2 separate regions of the Sus scrofa genome follow, and region 1 is linked to region 2. The links are chromatin contacts, called in public HiChIP or PLAC-seq maps. All regions are on one chromosome and are shown on one strand. The core of a region is the stretch at or near the end of the contact, and the rest is flanking DNA. Distances in the headings are between cores, read along the strand shown. Region 1 holds the start of IDE (insulin-degrading enzyme). Region 2 holds the start of TNKS2 (tankyrase-2).

Region 1 (4,108 bases), core at 721-3,220, 710 kb after region 2:
CAAGCAGTTTCTCTGCCTCAGGTCTCTCCACTCCCTTACAATCCTGCACACAGCCACCAAACTAATTTCCTAAACTACCAGTTCATTACATCACTTCCCACCTCAAAAATTTTGATGGCTCCCTACCTACTATTCTCTGGAAAAGCTGCAACTAAAAGCCAAAGCCCGGGCTAGCACGATCCTACTTTTATAACACAAGACTTGTTTCCTCCTAATGTCCCCAAGTAAATTCTCTAAGGGTCCAACTAGACTAATCTGCTCACTGTTCTCCCAACACGGACCAACTAACCTGCACACCTAGGCTAGACTATACCCACCCCTGCCCACCTTCTGCCCTTCCTTCAAAGGCCAGCCCAGACCCCTCTCCCATCTCTGCTCCGCAGCGAGCTCCTAAGACACGTCCTGCCAGTCTTCTGATTCTCTCAAACACACCGTTTTTTTTGCTGGCTACACTCTTCTGGCATCTTAATTCGCTCCAACCACTCTGAATGCAGACCACGTTCCTTACACAGAGGGTCATCACTGTGCCCTGCCTTTAGTAGATCCTGGATATTTTTTAAACCAGAGGAGGGGTTCAAATCTGATGTATCCAAGTTAGGCAAGACAAGACTACCCAGCTTTGCCAATTCCTGTTTTTTCACAGTAAAGGGTATATTCAGCGTTCGCTACAAGACTGAAAATTTCCCGTATACACAGAGTAGCCAAGAGGAGAGAGCACGCCACCGGATGGCAAAAAAAACGTGCGTCCCATCCCGGTTCGTGCCACAACCTGCAATTGTGGGGAAATCACACAATCTCTCCGGGCCTCGGTTCTCAGGTGTGAAACAAGGGAGCTGCTGTGAAGGATCCTACGCATCTTCCGGCTCCCAAATTCTCCCTACAGGAAAGCCAACACTGGGCTACTCACTAAGTGCAGGCAGGCAAACTTTTACAGATCCCAATGCAGGGATTTCCTTATAATAGTGGAAACTCAGTTCGCACAGGAAAAAGCACGGCTGGGAAGAAGGTGAGAAGCGGTCGTCCTGGACTCGAATTCCTTTACCTCACGGCAAGGGACCGTCAGCCTCGGGTTCCCAGCCCCTCACTGGCAGACTCCCCCTGCCCCGAAGCGGCGCGGCCCAGCGCGGCTCCCGGGAGCGGGCCGGGGTGACTCGGCGCCCGTGCGCCAAGCCCCCCGCACTTGTGACACACGCCCCGTGACCCCGGGTCACAGCCTCCGTCCGCCCTCACCAGTCCGTAGGACGCCCTCCTCTCGGGCCAGACTCCTCGCTCTCTCCCCTCCAGCCACCCTTCTGGGCCCCAGGCGGCCTCAACACGGCCGTCCCGGCCCCGGCCCGCAGGACGGGGCGGCGTGAGGAGCGGCGGCGGCGGCTTTAAGTGCTGAATCACCACTTTGCAACCCGAGCTCCAAACCGCCGTGACCCACGGGCCCCGAGGGCCCGGACGCTCCGCTCCGCTTACCCACAGAGGCGCTCCAGGGGCGGCAGGCGTGCGCCGAGGACGGAGCGGAAGGTGCTGGGCAGCGCGGGGTGCAGCAGCCACGCTAGCCGGTACCGCATACCCCAGCGCAGCCGCCGGGATCACCGCGAACGCTTCCTTCTTGCGCCGGAGCCGGCCTTGCTCACTGCGCATGCTCAGTACGCAGCGCCGCGCCGCCTCCCGGGAGCCGCCGAACCGCGGTCTCTCCGGGTTTTGCCGGGAGCCCGACAGGGGCGGGGACGGCGGGCGGCCAAGGCCGGAGCTAGCGGGCTGGAAGGAGTCTCGCCGGGTGCTGCGGCAACCCAGCCACCAGGCTTCCCTGGGCGGGGAAGAGTCCGGCTGGGTCACGGCGGGCGCACGCGTAAGGGGAGCGATGTGTATCTGGCTGTGTTAGTGGAGGACTGGGAGCTCATGAATACCGTGAGGGCACAAGGGGCGGTGTTTCCCCAGGCGCCCCCGTTGGCTGTCGGCAGCAGCAGTACAGGTGTTGGAACAAGGTCAGCCGACTAGGCGACCTCACGGAAAACCAATCCGCGGCGGCGCGCGGCCCGCGGGCTCCCTCTAGAGCTCGGTAAGGGCGTGGACTGCGGGGTAGGGGCGAGGGAGAAGTTAGACCGAGGGTCCCTGAGAGGGAGGCCGGCACCCTGGATTTCCATCTGGGAAACCGGCAAAGTGGAGATGGGACAGGCTACAGCAAAATCAGACATTCGTGGGTTTACAAATCCAGAATAGAAACTACCATTCTGTGCTACTACTATATTTAAAAAAAAACAAACGCTCACGCATGAATGTAGTACTCCTACTGTTGTCAATGTATTTCAGTCCCTTTTTGCATCTGAGAACAATTTAATAGTTACAAATCTCACTTTCTGTTACATTCTTTTACTGGGGTCTTTAAGGAGAGCTCAATTAGGGTTAGCAATTTCCTGGTTTAAGTGCTTTTAAGTTGCTGATGTGGCAGACGAAGACTGCAGCCAAAAACAGTGCTTTGAATACTATTATTGCTTCAAATGGGAATTCAGGAGAAGGATCCTTTAAGGGGTTGCTTCATCAAAGAGGTACTCGGGGATCTTTTTTTCTTTTTTCCCCCCACCGCACCCATGGCATATGGAAATTCCCAGGCCCGGAATTGAGTCCAACCTGCATCTGTGACCTACACTACAGCTACAGCAACCCAGGATCCTTAACCCATTGCACCACAGTGGGAACACCTGGGAAATCCTTTCTATCATATAGTTTCAGCTAAAGGCAAATCTTGGAGGGATGAAAACCGAGGTAGCAAAGAAGAACTAATCCTAGTGCGTGTAAGGTAAAAATTCCACACTGTTACATTTTAGCTCCAGCCCATCTATCTGTATTGGCTTCCCGTGGATGCCATAACAAGTTACAACAAAATTAGTGACTTAACAGAAATTTTTTCTCTCACAGTCGGAAGGCCAGAAATCCAAAATCAGGATGTTGGCAGGGCTGCACTCCCTACAGAAGATCTTAGGGGAGAAACTCTGCTTTGCCTCCTTCAGCTTCTTTTTGGCTTGAGGCCGTATCACTCTAATGTCTGTCTCCACCTTTACAATGCCTTCTTCTCTGTGTGTCTTGTCTTCTTTTGTCTCACAAGGACATTTGTCATTGGATTTATAGCACAATCAGGTAATCCAGGATGACCCCATCTCATCCTTATCTTAATTACTTCTGCAAAGATAATTTTAACAAATAATAACACTTGAAGTCTCCTGGGATTAGGACCTAGACATTTCTTTTGGGGAGCCATTACCCCACATTTCCGCCTCTGCCCCCCACTTCCACCAATTCCATTTTCCACAGCTGTCAGAGCTAATTGATGCTTACAGCAGTACTAGCTTGTTAGTGCTCTAGCAACTTTCAAAACCTATTGAAAAGGCATTGACTTTATAAAACTTCGCCTTAATGCCATTTCTCACATACCCCATTGGGGTTAACCATTCCCTGATCAGAGCTGCTACTCTCTAAAGGCACTTATTTGAATCTTAACTTTCATAGACGTAAACATCAACAGATTAGGAATGATGTCTTTTTGTATCTCACCTGGCAGCAAGCACAGTGGTTAGTTAATGCTTGTCAAATGCACGTTTGCTGAATCTTATTAAGTCTCTAGTTGTAAATACCATTTATGGGAAATACAGGGGACAAATATGTTAAATCACACTGTTGGTATACAATCAAGCAAAATTTAGAATGTTTGTAACAGTATACAACAAATGACTCTATTTCTTCAACAAATAAATTGCAAAATAAGAAAGAAAGGGAGGCGAAGCCTATGGATTGAAGGGGCCTTAGAATTAAGAAGCTATGACAAGCTGTTTACAAAATTTTACATGAAAATGCAAAGGGCCCGGAAGACCCAAACCAATCTTGAAGCAGAATCTGGCACACTTATACTACCAAACATTAAGAGTTACTATTAAGCTGTGGTAACTGAGATAATATTTGGTAATGGCACAAGAGCAGACAAATAGGCAGCAGAAAACTATTCAGTAGTATCTACTAGAGCTGCACATAAGCATACATTATAACCCAGCAATTTCACTTCCAGCTGTATACCCATCAGAAATATGAACACACTTCCATGCAAATACATTATTAGCAGCACAAC
Region 2 (4,347 bases), core at 386-2,885:
TTGGGCCGCTCCCGCGGCATATGGAGGTTCCCAGGCTAGGGGTTGAATCGGAGCTGTAGCCACCGGCCTACGCCAGAGCCACAGCAACGCGGGATCCGAGCCGCGTCTGCAACCTACACCACAGCTCCCGGCAACGCCGGATCGCTAACCCACTGAGCAAGGGCAGGGACCGAACCCGCAACCTCATGGTTCCTAGTGGGATTCATTAACCACTGCGCCACGACGGGAACTCCACAAAATGCATTTCTTATACTATAGGCAGTGGTCAAAATGTCTGCCTCTCATTTTAAATACTTGTACATGTGCACCAGAAGAATGCATAGGAATATTCATAGCACTCTTGTTCATAACAAAAAATTGGAAAGAAACCAAATGGCAGCATTGTAAATTTGAGCACATTCCCAAGCAAAAACTGAATTTGCCGAAAAAGAGGTTAAGAAATTCAGGGGAGGGGGAATATGCTTGCCTGCATTGCAAAGGTCAATATGTATCCCTTTACGTTTGCATTATCTTTCTTTTTTTTTTTTTTTTTTTTTGTCTTTTTGCTATTTCTTTGGGCCACTCCCGCGGCATATGGAGGTTCCCAGGCTAGGGGTCGAATTGGAGCTGCAGCCACTGGCCTACGCCAGAGCCACAGCAACACAGGATCCGAGCCGCGTCTGCAACCCACACCACAGCTCACGGCAACGCCGGATCGTTAACCCACTGAGCAAGGGCAGGGACCGAACCGCAACCTCATGGTTCCTAGTCGGATTTGTTAACCACTGCGCCACGACGGGAACTCCTATCTTTCTTTTAAAAGTTTCCTAAGACTAAGGTATAGAGTACGGGATGATCATGAACAGCTGCATCAGTACCTTAGGCGTGAGAATTAATAATGTGCTTTTCTTGCTTCCATAGTAAAAAAAAAAAAAAAAAAATCACAATTCATTAAACTGTCAGCAATGTGTATACCCAGGATAAGCACACCTCAGCCAAATCAACATAATATTGATTTATGATGGGCCCTTCAATTAGTCCCGAGCTAATAACTAAGGGAAAAGTAATTAATCTGAGCAATGCCTCTCCGTTATTAATTTATACTTGGAACAAACTTTCATCGCTTTCCTAATTTCCTAAACGATCTGGGGGCGGTTCATCCAAACTTCCCATCAAGCAAGTCATTCATTTCCGAGAAGTGGCTCACAAAAAACAACAAAATAGCAGTTGCCGGGGCAGGGAGAAGGTTGGGGAGGTGGGGGTTGGGGGAGCACAAAAACAAACCAAACCAGAAAAGAAACCCTCAAGGAGAAAGTGATTGTGGAAGCTGAAAAAAATGGAACATTTCCTCATAACAAGTCCAAAATAATATGTAAGATCGGAGAGAAAACTTTCGAGAGTTCTTTCCAGTGTTGTAGCAGTAAGGAAATTCAGACCAGGAAATCCATTCTTTAAACAGAGACAATAAGCAGAATTGTTCGACTCCATCAAAAGCCACCACAAAGATGGCGGTGGGACGAAGCCCCTTCTTCTCCCGCGGCCGGAGGCTCTCGCCTCACATTTCCCACAAGCCCCTCCGCGCGGCCTGGCTCTCCGAAACCCAGCCGGCCGCTCTGCCGCCACTGCGCACGCGCGGCACGACGTCACGTGCGCTCCCGGGCTCAGCAGAGCTGGCAGGAGGGGCCTTGCCAGCTTCCGCCGTCGCGTCGCTTAGTGTCTCAAACGGCGGGTTCGCTGTGCCTCCGCCGTCTCAGGGCAGCCAGGGGTCGTGGGGCTGGGCGAGGGGTGCGCGGCAGCGCGGCCATGGGACTGAGTCGAGCCCGGTGACAGCAGGGAGTCAAGCGGCCCGGGCCCTGAGCTCCTCTCCTCCCGGGGCCCTCGCCCTCCTGCTCGCGGGGCCGGGGCTCCTGCTGCCGCTGCTGGCGCTGCTGCTGGTGGCGGCGGCGGCCAGGATCATGTCGGGCCGCCGCTGCGCCGGCGGGGGCGCGGCCTGCGCGGGCGCGGCGACCGAGGCGGTGGAGCCGGCCGCCCGCGAGCTGTTCGAAGCGTGCCGCAACGGGGACGTGGAGCGAGTCAAGAGACTAGTTACGCCCGAGAAGGTGAACAGCCGCGACACGGCGGGCAGGAAGTCCACGCCGCTCCACTTCGCCGCAGGTAACCCAGGCCATTGCCGCCTCGACTCGCCCCAGACCCCACCTGCGCACCCAGGCTCGCAGGCCCCAAAGCAGACATAATGCTCCTCTGACCCCGGCCTTTCCCATAGGACCCCGGTCCCATTCATCTCGATGTTGTCGAATGGGAACTGAGGAAATGGGGGTAGGGGAGTAGGGGCGAGCGTGCTGAACTCACTGGAAGTTTTGTTTTTGTTTTTGCTTTGTTTTGTTTTGTATCGACAATACCTGTACCAACTTCCGGTCTTACTAACCTGAAAGGCCTTGTACACACAGAGTAAGAGATGTAATAGACCTTGTGATTTTAAAGGCCAGTTAACTGTAAAATCTATCGTTCTTGCACGTTCCACTGTAACACTTAACAATCCTTTGATATACAATCTTAAAGGCTTTTATAAAACGCAGGAGTGTAATTCAAGAAGAGTAGCTTAATTGACCATTGACACATTACCCTTAATGAGTTTATCAGGGTAGCAAGTTTCTAGAGAGACTAGAACTGGAAATAGTCAAGTTTGGGAGAACTGAGATCTGACTTAGGCTGGGTGCGATTGGGTAGTCCCTGCCAGACTCAACTTAGGGTGGAAAGTAGAATGAGAGGAAAGACGGTGCAGGTTCTCTAGCTTGGATTTAGAATTTAAATTGGTACTAGCCTCGCCTCATTCTGAGATTTAGATTGTTTGAAGTACTTTATTTTAATTTTTGCTAGGTTCACTTTGTAATATAAGCTTTTTAAATTTAATTGAAAAATTAAAAAATTAAAGATGAAACAGCTCATTTCTACAAGGCATTTATGCTTTTCTTTTTGAGGAAAGATCGTGATTATCCTCAAGGGAGCCATGCACGATTAAAAGTGGGAATAGAGTGTCATACTTCCGTTAGTCCTGGTTTTTCATTTTGGGTATTACATGCTTGTTTAAAATAATTTTTTGAAAAAGCAGAACTATATGTTTTAAAGCACTGTTTTTTGGAGTAGGAATGATGTGCAGAGAAGGAAAGATTTCCGTATTCACAGACATTGTTGGGCTCCCACTGAGAAGCCTTTTAAGGGAGAAGATTTAGGAGGCCATTGGTGGGAGAAGTAGAAACAAGACTGTAGGCAGCAGAAAGGGAATGGGGAAGAATTCTAAAATCAAATCTCCTTTTTCACCATTTTGCCTAAAATTTTGGTGATCAGTGCTGCCTTTCCTCAGCTAATTTGGATTGTCGTTTTTGTCCATGTAGTCAACATTTAAACAACTGATTTGGCAAACTTTCATACCCAACTGATACGTAATCCAAAGGGTAGTGTTACTTAGATTCTGTTCACTTGATCTGTGGGATAAAAATAACCAAGGAAGATCTTAGTTGCTACCTTTCAAGAATTTGTTGTATTAGTGAGTTCATCTCTGAAAATAGTAATATTTGGAGGTTTAAGGTTATGGATTAGCTTCTGATTGACCTTGTTCCTCCCAACCTTCCCACCCTCAGTTCTGTCCCAGCATTTCAAAGTACTTTTTAATGTAGATTTCATGTAGTTTGGTCAGACTGAAAAGGAGAATTTTATTTTAGGAACCAACTCACCCATCATAATTTACCACATACAGGTTAAAAGATTAAGAATTTATGGTATAGGAGTTCCCGTTGTGGCTCAGTGGTTAACGAATACGACCAGGAACCATGAGGTTGCAGGTTCAATCCCTGGCCTTGCTCAGTGGGTTGGGGATCCGTCATTGCCTTGAGCTGTGGTGTAGGTTACAGACGCAGCTCAGATCTGCCATTGCTGTGGTTGTGGTGTAGGCCGGAGGCTACAGCTCTGAGTCGATCCCTAGCCTGGGAACCTCCATATGCCACAGGTGCAGCCCCAGAAAAGACAAAAAGACAAAAAGACAAAAAAAAAAAAAAAAAAAAAATTAAAAGAATTTAAGGTATGAAAGTAACAAAATAAAAAAATTACTGATGGCCTGCATTAAACCTGAGCTTTAAAGCCTTGCATTTAAATCTAGATAGATACTTTTTTAAAAAATTAGTCTTATAAATTTAAGTTAGTAGTTCGATTAATGAGAAAGAACCTGTTTTAATTTTTAAGTAAAATTAAAGGAGTTCCCTAGAGGCCTAGCCGTTAAAGATTCAGCGTTGTCACTGCTGCAGCTTGGGTCATTGCTGTGGTGCAGGTTCCATCCCTGTCCCCAGGAACTCCCACATGCCATGGGCACAGCAA

The links. HiChIP or PLAC-seq counts read pairs in DNA pulled down with a chosen protein or histone mark.
Region 1: a contact with region 2 is called in an H3K27ac HiChIP or PLAC-seq map of skeletal muscle. The contact joins the promoter of IDE here to the promoter of TNKS2 in region 2. A contact is called at or near these places in 1 of 47 Hi-C or Micro-C datasets (heart right ventricle) and 2 of 2 datasets of contacts at active chromatin or transcription factors (alveolar macrophages and skeletal muscle).

What each region holds. Positions count from the first base shown.
Region 1 is chr14:104,104,601-104,108,708 of Sscrofa11.1, forward strand. IDE (insulin-degrading enzyme) reads right to left here and starts at 1,971. Exons shown (of 25, transcript XM_001925381.7): 1 at 1,462-1,971. The coding sequence starts at 1,559.
Region 2 is chr14:103,394,789-103,399,135 of Sscrofa11.1, forward strand. It overlaps TNKS2 (tankyrase-2), which reads left to right and starts at 1,636. Exons shown (of 27, transcript XM_001926556.7): 1 at 1,636-2,133. The coding sequence starts at 1,935.